2 separate regions of the Sus scrofa genome follow, and region 2 is linked to region 1. A link is a contact called in public Hi-C data. All regions are on one chromosome and are shown on one strand. The core of a region is the stretch at or near the end of the contact, and the rest is flanking DNA. Distances in the headings are between cores, read along the strand shown.

Region 1 (5,828 bases), core at 3,165-5,664:
ACTGGCCTGGTGCCCCTTCCTCCTCATTTGCATATGCGTGACTGCACATTAGGGGCTCATTAAGGGCCTCATTACTGGGCCCACCAGCCTAAGAAGGGACAGAAGCTGTCGGTGGGAGCTGCCAGCCAGGCTGGCTGCTGTATGGAGAGACATGGCCCATCGTGCCAGCCTCACCAACATCTCCTCATCCGTTCAGGTCTACCTCAAATGCCTCCTGGGTGAGGTCTTCCCCAGGCAGAGCCCACTGACTGCTGTATCACCATGCCACCTGTGCCTCCCAGCAGTGGACACATCTGCTTTCCCCACTGGGTCCAGAGCTCCCTGAGGAGCTCTGATTCACTTCTCTGCCGATGGCACAGCCAGCTGGCACAAGGTGGGTATAAGTATGGGTGTGCTGGATAGTGGCACCCATCCCATGGGTCTCTCTCCCACTCCCACAGTGCCACTCCAAGTAAAGGGGCCCTCTGTTCCCAGATACATCTCGGCTCATGTTTGTCTAGAACCCACCTCCCCCTTGCTCTCTGGCCTACATTCACCTCTCGAAGTTCTTTTTTTTAATTATTATTTTTTTTGGCCGCACCTGCAGCACACGAAAGTTCATGGCCAGGGATTAAACTCACACTACAGCAGTGATCCAAGCCACTGCAAGACAATGCTGGATCCTTAACCCATTGTGCCACAAGGGAACTCCTACCTCTTGAAGTTCTAATTAATCCATACCACCTCCTCAGGCCTCTAAAGGAATTAAAAATAATAACAATAAAAATAAATAGCCTTTATTGAGCATTAACTATGTATCAGGGCCTCTCCTGAGTGTATTATGTGTTCCTCTAATTTAATGATCCCAATGTCTCTATGTCTCTATGTGTATAATTTCCAACATTACTGTCATATTATCGATGGGAAAATTTAACTAAGGTCACACAGTGCAAGTTATGAAGGGAGATTGAAACTGTTTGATTCCAGAGTCTACACTCTTAAGCAAACTGACACCCAATTCCTGCCCCTGCCTCCCCCACATTTTGTACCTTCCTGCTGGCACCAGTTCCAGTGAGCCTGACCACAATAATGGTGACAACACCGTACTGCGGGCTTCTGTGTGCCAGACTCCTGTAGCTCCATCATCTCTAACCCTCACATTAACCCAAAATGCTCCTTGTAGAAACTGTGGCCGGAGAAGGTAAGTCACTTGCTCCAGTCCACACTCATCCCCGACTCCATGCGGCCTCCTGTTAACGCTCCATGCAAAGGGAACTCAAAGAGAGCAAGGATCCTGTCATGTGTGCTCAGCGTCTCAGACCCATGCCCCCCACTCTCACAGGGCACATACAAGGGATACTGTCTTTACTCCCAGGAAGCCCTTGACTCATAGGGCCCCTTGTCACCTTCGACTTCTGTATAGGGACGGCCACCATCTGACCCAGATTCTCACGTAAGTCCATTCTGGCCCCTGTGTATAGAAGAGTCCGCCCAATCCAGGACCCCGTATGCAGGACCCACCCAGGCCCCTCAAGTATTCCACCCGTGCCCTCATATTCAGCCCCAATATCCGACTTATATGCCCTACTTGTAGACCAGCCACCTACCCCAGCCGTCATCTATGGCCCAGTAATCACCTCCATTCGGGCCCCGATGTACACACAGTGCCAGGGACCCTCAGCTGCAGAGGGCCAAAAAGCAGATGGAAGGGGCCCAGGCTAGGCCTCCCTGAATGTCCCCTCTCAGGCTCAGCAGGGCCAAAACAGACCCAAGTGCCATTGTTCCAGCACAGCCTCCAAACCTCCCAAACTACACCAGTCTGATAAGCTCCCCTCTGCGTCCGTCAGCTCCCATACCCACAGGGTCCCCCTGAAGCACCCACACTGGCATGGGGAGGAGCCCACCCACAGCCAAGCGGCTCCACCTTGTCCTGGGCTCTCCGCACCCATAGACACTGTTTCATCCTGGGCCTACACCCCAGGGGGCAGGGAGGTGACAGGGATTAGGCTCTAGGACTCTCTGGAGGTGTGGGGTTGGGGCCACCTCCCCCCTGAGTCAGTGGGAACAGAACTCGGGTCCTCAGTAATCATGCTCTTCCCTCCCTTTCCAGGAAGAAAGAGAAAGAGAAATCCCTCCCTCCAACCCCAGGCCCAACCAGAAACCTGTCCCCACCCCCTCATCAGCTGCTCCCAGATCCGAATGGGATTTGCAGAAGTCCCGGCACTGGTGGTTGGTGGGGTGAGGGGAGGAGAGAGGAGAGCTTTGAAGGGGGGGGGGGGGGGAGTGTGTGTGTGTGTGTGTGTGTGTGTGTGTGTGTGTGTCAAAAGAAGGTAGGTATCTGAGGCCTCAGGCTGAGGAATGATGTGGCAGGTCCCTGGAGTGCCGGCCTCGTACATTCTCCAGGGAAAGCCTCAGACCCAGAGAGGCTGAAAAGGAGGACGACAGGATGGACAGATTTACTTCTGGCCCCCTCCTCCCCAAATCGGACTGGGTGGGCTCCAGAGTAGGCCAGGCTGCAGGGGAATCAGCCCACTCCCCAGCTCCCGCCCTCGCCCCAAACAATGCCGCTTCCCCCTCCCCCTCGCCTTTATCCGGCGGGTTACTTGGCAGCCGCCGCTAGAGACCTCCCCCTCGCCTCCCCTCCCGGCCAGCCCTCTGCAGCAACAGGCCCTTTGCGCGGCAGCTGGAGGGATGGGGTGGGGGCGAGGTCTGGGCCAGGGCCTGGGCGTGGGGGGCGCCAGGGCCTAGGCTTCGGTATGCAAGGCTTCCGGCCTGAAAATCTGGACCCCCGACACACACATCCAGGCAGGGGTCACACGTGCCCATCAGGGATGGGGAGGGGGACAGACGCCCCACTCGGGAGAAGAAGATCTTCAAGGCCTGGGGTGGACTGGGAAGGTGGGTAGAGGCAGGGAAGCTGAGGTGACACTGGACGGGGGCAGAAGGGTCACCAGCAACTCCACAGCAGGGTCCCGGCGGACCCCGCCGCTCAGGCCTTCCCAGCGCCCGGGGTGGGGGAGGGGGCAGCTGTCAGAAGATGCGTCTGTGGCCCAGAGCCGCCGACGCCGCCACAGCCTTTATTTTTAAACTTCCAAGTGGTCAGAGGGCGCGGCGAGGGAGGGGTCCCCGCTGAGCGGGCCGGCCTCATCCTCGGCCTTCCCGAGGCCCCTAGATGCCCCTCTCCCATCTATCCTCTGGCATACCTGGGGGTGCGCCGGCACCCGGCTCCGAACGCGAGCCGCTCTCCATGGCTGCGGCGTTACGGCTGGGGGGGTATCTCGGGGGTCTCAGCGGCGACGGCGGCGGCGGCCGGCGGCCAAGATAGGGGTCCCGCGGCGCATCACGCCCGGCCCGGCCCGGCGGGCAACGATTCGGAGGTGGAGGGAGCTCCGGAGAAGGTCGAGGCTGACTCGGCTGGTGGCCTGCGGGCTCGGACTCGCCGGCCGCCCAGTGTCTGCCGGCTCCGGCCGCGATTCTGCTCCTTGCCAGTCGCCGGCCCAGTCCCGGCCGCGGCCCAACCCTATTGTACCGCCCGGGCTGGGCCTGGCCTCCCCGCCGGCGCGTACCAAGTGCGACGCGGGGAGAGCCGCCCCCGCAGCGCCGGAGCACTGAGCGGCCGCGCGCGCGCCCCGCCCCCGTCCTGGGGCGCGGGACCTCGAGCCTGGGGACGCCTCTAATGCGGGCTGCGGTGGAGGGGACGCCACGACACCCGGAGAACGCCCGTCCAGCTGCCTCCCCCGCGGCCGCGCGTTGGTATGCGCCGCAGCGTGAGCCGACTATGTAGGGAGCGCTTTGGTGACTCACCCGCCGCTGGGACTGAGGGGAGTAGGGGGGAGCCGGGATGGGAACCCCCAATCCCACCCTGGAGCCTGGGAGCTCCGGTTCTGGGGATCTCAGCGGCAGCTTCCAGTCTACATTCTCTCCCAAGCCCACCTCCAATAAATTCACCTGGGAACGTGGGGAGACCTGAAGGAGGGTCACAAGAAGCTCCCTAAAAGGGCTATGCTTTCTCTCCCCCGGTGATGGCTGGGGTGGGGAGAGGCCCGGGAACCTTTACGCCTGCCCTTCCTCCATCATCCCACAGTTGGTGTCTTCCCTGCTCCTCTGGGGTAATTACAGACCTGCACCACTGCTTTACCCAAGTCTCTAATCTTCTGGGTCTCTCCCGGCTCCAAACTGGGTGGTCCAGGCTCTGAACCACCCCCAGCCCCATCAGAGGACCCCTCCAGGTTCTCCGAAAGGATTTTTCTCCCCTGTGTCCTGTGGAAGGAGGCAATAAGTCCCTTCTGACTCCCCTCCCCCAAAGTAGTCCTATTTCCCAGGCCTGGGGAATCGATCCCCCAATCCCCTTGCTAGTGCCAGCTGAGGTGGGGCCTCAAGCCGAGTCAGGCCCAGCTTGAGCAGAGAGCTGGGAGCTTGCTGGGAAGGTGGATCGATGATGGTGCTGCAGGGATTGACAGAGGGGAGGAAGGAGGAGGCGCAGCTGGGCCCTGGCCACCCCATCCCTGCCCTTTGTCCTGACCTCCAGAAGGTCAGTTGTCTGGTTCTCCGTTGCCCAAAGATTAGGCCCAGCGATATGCTGTCCTCTGTCCCCCTCCCCTTTCCCGCCAGTGCCTCCTTTGAGCAGCTCCAGAGAGCAGCCATTTCAAGGCGGAGGGTTGGGAACAAAAGAGTCTGAGTCTCAGGCCACCTGGGAGCTGACTGTCCTGGGAGGAATGAGTAGTTGGGGGCCCGACCCTTCTTGGGAGGGCCCTGGAGGGAAAATACTACCTTCCCCAGTCCGAAAACATTAGCAAAGGATAATGATAGAAAGCCTGCAACTAGAGCTGGTCATCTTAAGCTACTGTCTTAACTTTTCTGAAACCCAGTTTGCTCACATAAAATCAGGAAGATAATTATATTGAGGGAACATGGGGTCGATGTAAAGGTGATTAAGGCAACGCAGATGAAGTGCTTAGTACTGAGCCTGGCGTATAGGAATAAATAAGGGTGGTGATGATGATGAGCTTCAAAAATACAAGTGCATTAAGATGAGAAGCAGATCCCCCATCTTTATTGCCAGCCATCCTATCTGACAATAAAGATCCCCAGGGGGATGATGGAGCCCAGGACTGTCCTTTGTGAGGTCACCCTGTGGATGAGGGAGCCCAGGACTGACCTTTGGGAGGTCAGAGGCCTCAGGGCCTGCATCTTCCAGAGCTGAACCTGCCCACCCCGACCCAGGCAGTGACTAGACTCAGAATTCAGGAACAGAATCCAACAGGGGAAGGGCCTTCCGGGATGGTTCTCCCTCACCCCCATACACAATCTTGAGACTGTTGCAGGGACAAAGACATATATAGGTGAGAATAGTGAGGTACCCTCATTAGCTAGAGCTCCAGGGCAGCGGAGGGGGGAAGGATGGCTGAAAATGAAAGGATAGGCCAGGGATGGCCTATGTAGGAGGATTTGAATGCCAATTGGCATCATGATCTATACAGTGGAGGTCTTGGGGAGCTGCTGAAGGTTCTTCGGAAGGGGAAGGATTGGCTTTAGAACTGGAAATCCTCCATTGTGTCTAATGGTGGGGGATTGACTTTGAGGAGCTCCCGCAAAGAGACAGTGTAGGGTATTAGCCTACTCAGTGGTTCTTAACTAGAGGCAGTTTTGCTCCCCAGGGACATTTGGCAATATTTAGAGGCATTTGTGGTTGTCGTAACTAGGGGTGTTACTGGTATCTAGTACTTAGTCACCAGGGTTGTTAACATTCTGCAAGGCACGGGACCACCCCCAGAACAAAGACCCATCAGGCCCCAAATGTCAGTGGTGCCAACGTTGAGGAGCCCTTCCTTAGACTGAGGCACCTGTAC
Region 2 (6,533 bases), core at 326-2,825, 52 kb before region 1:
CACAAAGAGATGGAACTGTACTGTACATAAAGGCTTTTAGTTAAACGGTTCCTTACAGAAACTTCAATTGACCTCTTTTGCAAAATACAATAAAGTCTAAATGGGTGCAGGAAAAAAAAATTTTGGTATCGCTTAGATATGTACACTTGTTCACAAATTTTCCAGCAGAGAATAAACTAAGCCCAATTTGTCACACAAGTTGTTCATGGCAGCAGCCATTTTTGGCTCTTTAATAGGTTTCTAACTATATAATAATACACACATCGGGTCATCTAGATAACAGGACAGACTACAAGAAACAGTATTTCCACAAACTAGGGAAGGGAAGGCCATCTGAAAGGGAAAGAAAATGATGATGTGATAAAGGCCTTTCCACTGCGGTCCCACAATCTATAAATCCTAAAAGTGGTGATAACGATAATAGTACGTAATACTATTGTCGGTAACGAGCTAAGCGGTTTTCAGCTTAGCTCATCTAATCGTCACAGTAACCCTATAAAGTGGCCACTGTTACTCATCACTATTTTGCAGATAAGAACACTTGGAAGTGAAGCCCCTTGACTTGAAACCTAACTTGAACTCGGGCAGATGGCTCCGGGATCCTTCTGTTATGCTGCCACCAGAATCTTCATTGGCTCTCTCTTGCCAGGCTCGGATACACTCTCAGGTGTTTCCTTCAATCCAATTAATAACCTCCCCGTAAACACTGTACTACCACTAATGGCTTCGAACTTTTGGGCGCCAGCGCTACTTGCCAGCTTCTGCCCTAAGATTAACTCCAAGAGAACAGCTGATAAAAGTTCCCTGGGTGCTAGGGAAGGCGAAGAAAATTACCTCACTGAAGCAGAACACAAGCCGATGGATGACTAAAGGAAGGCAAGTCGGCCTCACCTCCAGTCCAAGAGACTGAAATGAAAGTGGGCGCACAAATGTTCCCGTGGCTGATAAATTTGGACTATGCCTCCTCTGGCCACAAGGCAGAAAGGAACGGAAGAGGTACTAACATTTATTGAGTGCCAACCACATGCGCCCTAGAAGACAGAACCAGGCCAATGGAGATTAAGTGGGGGGGAGGGTACTCAAGAGTTCCGGGAAAAGGAGAAATCCAAATAATGGGGTTCATCCGACTAAAGGGGGAGATGAAGGAAATGAAGGCCTCTCCCTGGCAGCTTTCAAGGAAGCAAAAAAGGGTAGAAGCTGCTCCGGAGAAAAGGCGGCCCCGAACGTCGGGATCTAGGCCGGAGCAAGGGGAAGCCCTGAAGGGCGGGGAGGGGGAGGAGCCGGAGAGAGCGGGGCCCGCTCAGAGGAGGCCGGGGGGTAGGCGCGGGGGAGCGGCTCCGCGCCAGGGCCTGCCAGAGAACGCTGAGCCAGCAACCGCAGAGAAAAGCTAAAAAACGAAATGACTAAAACCGATTGAGCTGCCCCAATCCCGATCAAGGGCCCTCACTTACCTGGGCCCACCGCAGCGATCGCAGCTGCAGCCTCGCAACGGCACAACCGGCCCGAACCTCGCCCCCGCCCGACAGCGCGCCCCGCGTCCGCGCTCTCTGACGGCGGTAGCGGCGGCGTCGCCCCGCGGCCTCCTGGGAAATGTAGTCTTAGGCCCGGCCCTTCAAGCCAACTTGACGGTCTACGGAACTACGTTTCCCACAAGGCAAGGCGAGTGTTGGGCCCGCCGCTTTGCGTCACGAGCCAGGTTGTTGGCAGTCACGTGGGCTGCTCCAATCCCCCCTCCCCCCGCCTGGGTGGCCTGGGGAAGAAGGAGGGAGGTGGACGGAAGGGGCGGGGGCGTTGCTGACGCCAGGGCCCCCACCATTTTGGAACCATCCTGTAGGGAGGGCCTGAGCCCCACCTACTCGTGGCCTGCCTGCGTTGTGGAAAAGCCTGAAGTGTGAATCCGCTCGCTTGGCGTTGGGTGTCTGCCTTGCCACCTCTCGCTTTGTGACCTTGAGCAAATCTTCTCCCCTCTCTGAGCCTCAATTTCCTCCCCAAGGAAATGAGGCTCGTAATTTCTACTCCGCTGAATTGTGAGGCTCCGAGAAAGTAAGGCGCAAGGAAAGCGTCTAGTCTCCTGAAAGCGCGCCTCAAAACGAAGTTGTTTTTGTGATTGTGTGACTTCCTATGGAGACCCAGAAGCCCACCTGGGCAAAGCTCTCTCCAAACTCGTCTCCCGCCACCGCTCCCCCCCACTTCCGTGACAAAGGGAGTAGGTAAAGAGGTTTTCAGTAAAGGGGTTTTCGGAAAGTGTTCTCCTGTGAAGCTCGTTAAAATGGATGCCATCACCTATTGAACCAGAGGTTTCCTGGGAAGTACAGCTTTGGAATGTGCATAATAAGCAAACCTCTCTAGTGATTCTTTTGCACATATAAGTTTGAGAGCCAGGGCTTTTCCACGGGGTTTTTGCATAGGCTGGTTTCCGCTAGAATTCCCGCTGTACTGAACTTGAATCTTTTAAGACTGAGCTCAAAAATCACCCCTTCTGTGAAGCTCTCCAAGTTTACTAGCTCCTCCTGGTCCCTGTCCTCCCATAGTACCTTTCCATCTTATTTTATAGTTATCAAGAACTGTGTTTGTCTTCCCCATCAGACTGTGAGCTGAGAACAGAGATCTGTTTTGCTGGAGTTCTGCATCCCCAGGGCAAAGTAAACAGAATAAATGTGAAAAGATATTGAAGGAATCTGCCTTTCCTGCAAGAAAAACTCACCAGGCTCAACTCAAATCTTAGTGCCACCATCAGCCTTCATGCTTACTGGCCTCACTGCTTACTCTTTTTTTTCCTTCTTTGAGCACTTACTGTGAGCTGCATGCTGTGTAGTGCTTCTTAAAAGATTCTGATTCAATTTAATTTTCTTTCTTTCTTTTTTTTTTCTTTTTCCTTTATAGGGCCGAACCTGCAGCGTATGGAATTTCCCAGGCTAGGGATTGAATCAGAGCTGCAGCTGCTGACCTACACCACCACCACAGAAATGCAAGATGAGTCTCATCTGCAACCTACTCTGCAGCTCACAACAATGCCAGATCCTTCACCCACTGAGCAAGGCCAGGGACCAAACCCACATTCTCATGTATACTAGTAGGATTCTTAACCTGCAGAGCCACAACAGGAACTCCAATTTAATTTTCAATTCACAGATTTTTCTGAGTACCTACTATAGGCTATGCCCAGTGCAAAATACTAGGAATAAAGTGGTAAAATAGGTAGATAAAAAAATGTATACTCATGGAGTTCCCATCGTGGCTCATTGGTTAACGAACCTGACCAGCATCCATTAGGATGAGGGTTCGCTCCCTGTCGTCGCTCAGTGGGTTAAGGAGCCAGTGTTGCTGTGAGCTGTAGTGTAAGTCGAAGACGTGGCTCAGATTCTGTATTGCTGTGGCTCTGGCATAGGCCAGAGGCTACACCTATGGTTGGACCACTAGCCTGGGAACCTCTATATACCGAGGGTGTGGCCCTAAAATGACAAGAAAAAAGAAAAAAGTCATTCCTCTTGGTTTCTGAAACACTTCTGTGCTGAATGACTCTTCTTACCTCTCTCCTACTTCTGCCCCTTCCCTGACCCAGAAACTTGCCCCACAATTCCAGCCTCTCTCCCAGAGTGACCTCTCTGCTTAAGTGATCTGGCACACTCGGGTAATTTTTACATCTCTTCTGTGCATTTTACTCCCTTATCTACATCTTAGCATGAACTCAGGTCCAGATGTTTGAAAGTCACCACATTCTGATTTCCCACTGGTATCTCAAACTAAACCTGCCAAAAAACCGAATTCTTTTGTCTGATAAGCATTACCTAATTAATCGTGCAGTTAATTGTTTACACATCTATATTCTCCACTAAGCTTGGAGCTCCTCAAGGAAAAGAACGCTTTATTATTTCATTTATTTATATTTATTTATTTTGGTTTCTTTAGGGCTGAAAGCTCAGCATATGAAAATTCCCAGGCTGGGAGTCGAATCAGCTACAGCTGCTGGCTGACACCACAGCCACAGCAACTCAGGATCCTCAACCCACATCCTCATGAATCCTAATTAGATTTGTTACAGCTGAGCCATGACAGGAACGCCTCCATTCCTTTATTAAGCAACTACTATGGGTTAGGCCCTGTGCTAGAAGCTCAGGAGGAGATGGTAAAAAAAATAAATATGGTTCTTATCCTCACAGAGCATACTTCTAACTGGGGAGACAACATTAAGATAGACATTAAGGAAGAGTTCCCGATGCAGCACAATGGGATCAGTGGCATCTCTGGAGCCCTGGGACACAGCTTCAGTCCCCAGCCCAGCACAGAGGGTTAAGGATCTGGCATTGCTGCAGCTCTGGCTCAGATCTAATCCCTGGCTTGGGAACACCATATGCTTCGGGGTGGCCGAAAAAGGAAAAAAAAAAAAAAAAAAAAGAGGAGTCTATCACATGCATAATTAATTACTACTTGTGATAAGGGCAACACAGGAAAGTATATGCTTTATATGTATATATATATAAACATACTCATACATGTGTACATATATGTGTGTGTGTATGGCAACACAGAACAGGGGCTGGCAAACTATGACCTAGGGACCAGTTCTAGCTTACCTCCTGTTTTTGCATGGCCAGAAGCTAGAAATTTTTACTTTTTTTTTTTTTTTGTCTTTTTTTTCTTGGGCTGCTCCAGCGGCATATGGAGGTTCCCAGGCTAGGGGTTCAATCAGAGCTGTAGCTGCCGGCTTACACCAGAGCCACAGCAACGTGGGATCTGAGCCACGTCTGCAACCTACACCACAGCTCACGGCAACGCCGGATCCTTAACCCACTGAGCAAGGGCAGGGACCGAACCCGCAACCTCATGGTTCCTAGTCGGATTCGTTAACCACTGCGCCAGGGAACTCCAGAAATTTTTACATTTTTAAATGGTTGAAAAAAAATCAAAAGACATGTGAAAAGTATATATGAAAATCAAAGTTCAGCATCCACAAACTTGTTTGTTTGTCTTCTTAGGGCCGCACCTGTGGCATATGGAGGTCTCCAGTCTAGGGGTCTAATCAGAGCTACAGCTGCCAGCCTACACCACAGCCGTGGCAACATCAGATCTGAGCCATGTCTACGACCTACACCACAGCTCAGGGCAACGCCAGATCCTTGACCCACTGAGCAAGGCCAGGGATCGAACCTGCAACCTCACGGTTCCTAGTCGGGTTCATTTCCACTGTGCCATGACGGGAACTCCAGCACCTTCAAATTTGTTGACATATTGTCTATGGCTGCTATGACCCTGAGTTGAGTAGTCGTGACACTCTGACTTGAAAAGCCTAACATATTTACTCTCTGCCCCTTGCAGAAAAAGTGTGCTGATTCTGGACATAGAATCCAAAGGTTCTGACCTAGGCTAGAAGGTTAGAGGAGGCTTCCCTGAGGAACAGACCCATAGATTTGCAGTTGAGCAGGTTGAGAATTGGAGAAGAGCATTCCAGAAGGAGAAACATGGGGGCAAGTCCTGTGACCTGAAGGAACTCAGCACATTCTAAGTATCGTTAGGCCCGTCCTTGACTTTGGCGTGTCATAGGTACTGAAGCACAGTGATCCTAGTGAGGCCATAGGGAGCCAGGTCCTACAGAGTCTGTTATTCCAAGTTGAGGGTTTTGGATTTTACTCTGAGAGTAATGGGAAGCCATGGAGAAGTTTAAGCAGGAGAGGGATTCTGATTTCCTTTTTTAAAAGATTAAATATATTTCCTATTTATTTATTCATAGGATTAAATAAAATTCCTGTTTTAAAGGATTATTCTGTGTGAGAATGGATTAGGGCAGACCAGAATGAGAGTGGAGAGACATTGAGGAATTTATATCACAGTAGTTCAAATGAGAAGACACAATGGCTTGATCTAGTGTGATTTCAGTGTGATGAAAAAATGTAAATGGATTCAAAAGATACTTTTTTTTTTTTGCTGTTTTTTTAGGGCCGCTACCCATGACATATGGAAGTTCCTAGGGGTCAAACCAGAGCTACAGCTGCTGACCAAGCCACAGCCACAGCAACACAGGATCTGAGCTATGTCTGCAACTACACCACAGCTCATGGCAATGACGGATCTCTGACCTGCTAAGGGAGGCCAGGGATTGAACCTGCATCCTCATGAATGCTAGTCAGATTCATTTCTGCTGCGCCACAACAGGAACTCCCAAAAGATACTTAAGACATCAGATCTATGGGGTCTTGGTGTTTGGATGAAAGAGAGGGCAGGGAAGTTAAAGTTGACCCGTAGGTCTCTGGCTGGAGCGCTTGTGTGGATGAACATGCTATTACTGCCTCCCCACCCCACTCTGCTTGCACAAGTCTCCCCACATTCATCACAATGTATTGAAATCATCCATTACCTTCCTGTATCTCCTACAAAGAATTATTTCTTAGAAGGTGCCCATGAGCCCATGACCTTTTTCTTTGTCTTCCTAGGGCCTGGCAGTGAGTGAGCCATAGACTTGGCAGCAATAAGTGTGTAAGAAATTTCTTCAGTTCTTCTTTCTCTGTTTTTTTTTTTTTTTTTTTTTTTTTTTTTTT

Evidence for each region. A called contact is a pair of places that touch in the nucleus more often than the background predicts.
Region 2: a contact with region 1 is called in a Hi-C map of liver, with 3 times the contacts expected there. The contact joins the promoter of THRAP3 here to the promoter of MAP7D1 in region 1. A contact is called at or near these places in 6 of 47 Hi-C or Micro-C datasets (embryonic fibroblasts, heart right ventricle, liver and 1 more) and 2 of 2 datasets of contacts at active chromatin or transcription factors (alveolar macrophages and skeletal muscle).

What each region holds. Positions count from the first base shown.
Region 1 is chr6:92,296,578-92,302,405 of Sscrofa11.1, reverse strand. It overlaps MAP7D1 (MAP7 domain-containing protein 1), which reads right to left and starts at 4,414. Exons shown (of 18, transcript XM_021095927.1): 1 at 3,183-4,414. The coding sequence starts at 3,228.
Region 2 is chr6:92,345,063-92,351,595 of Sscrofa11.1, reverse strand. It overlaps THRAP3 (thyroid hormone receptor-associated protein 3), which reads right to left and starts at 1,575. Exons shown (of 12, transcript XM_021095929.1): 1 at 1,452-1,575.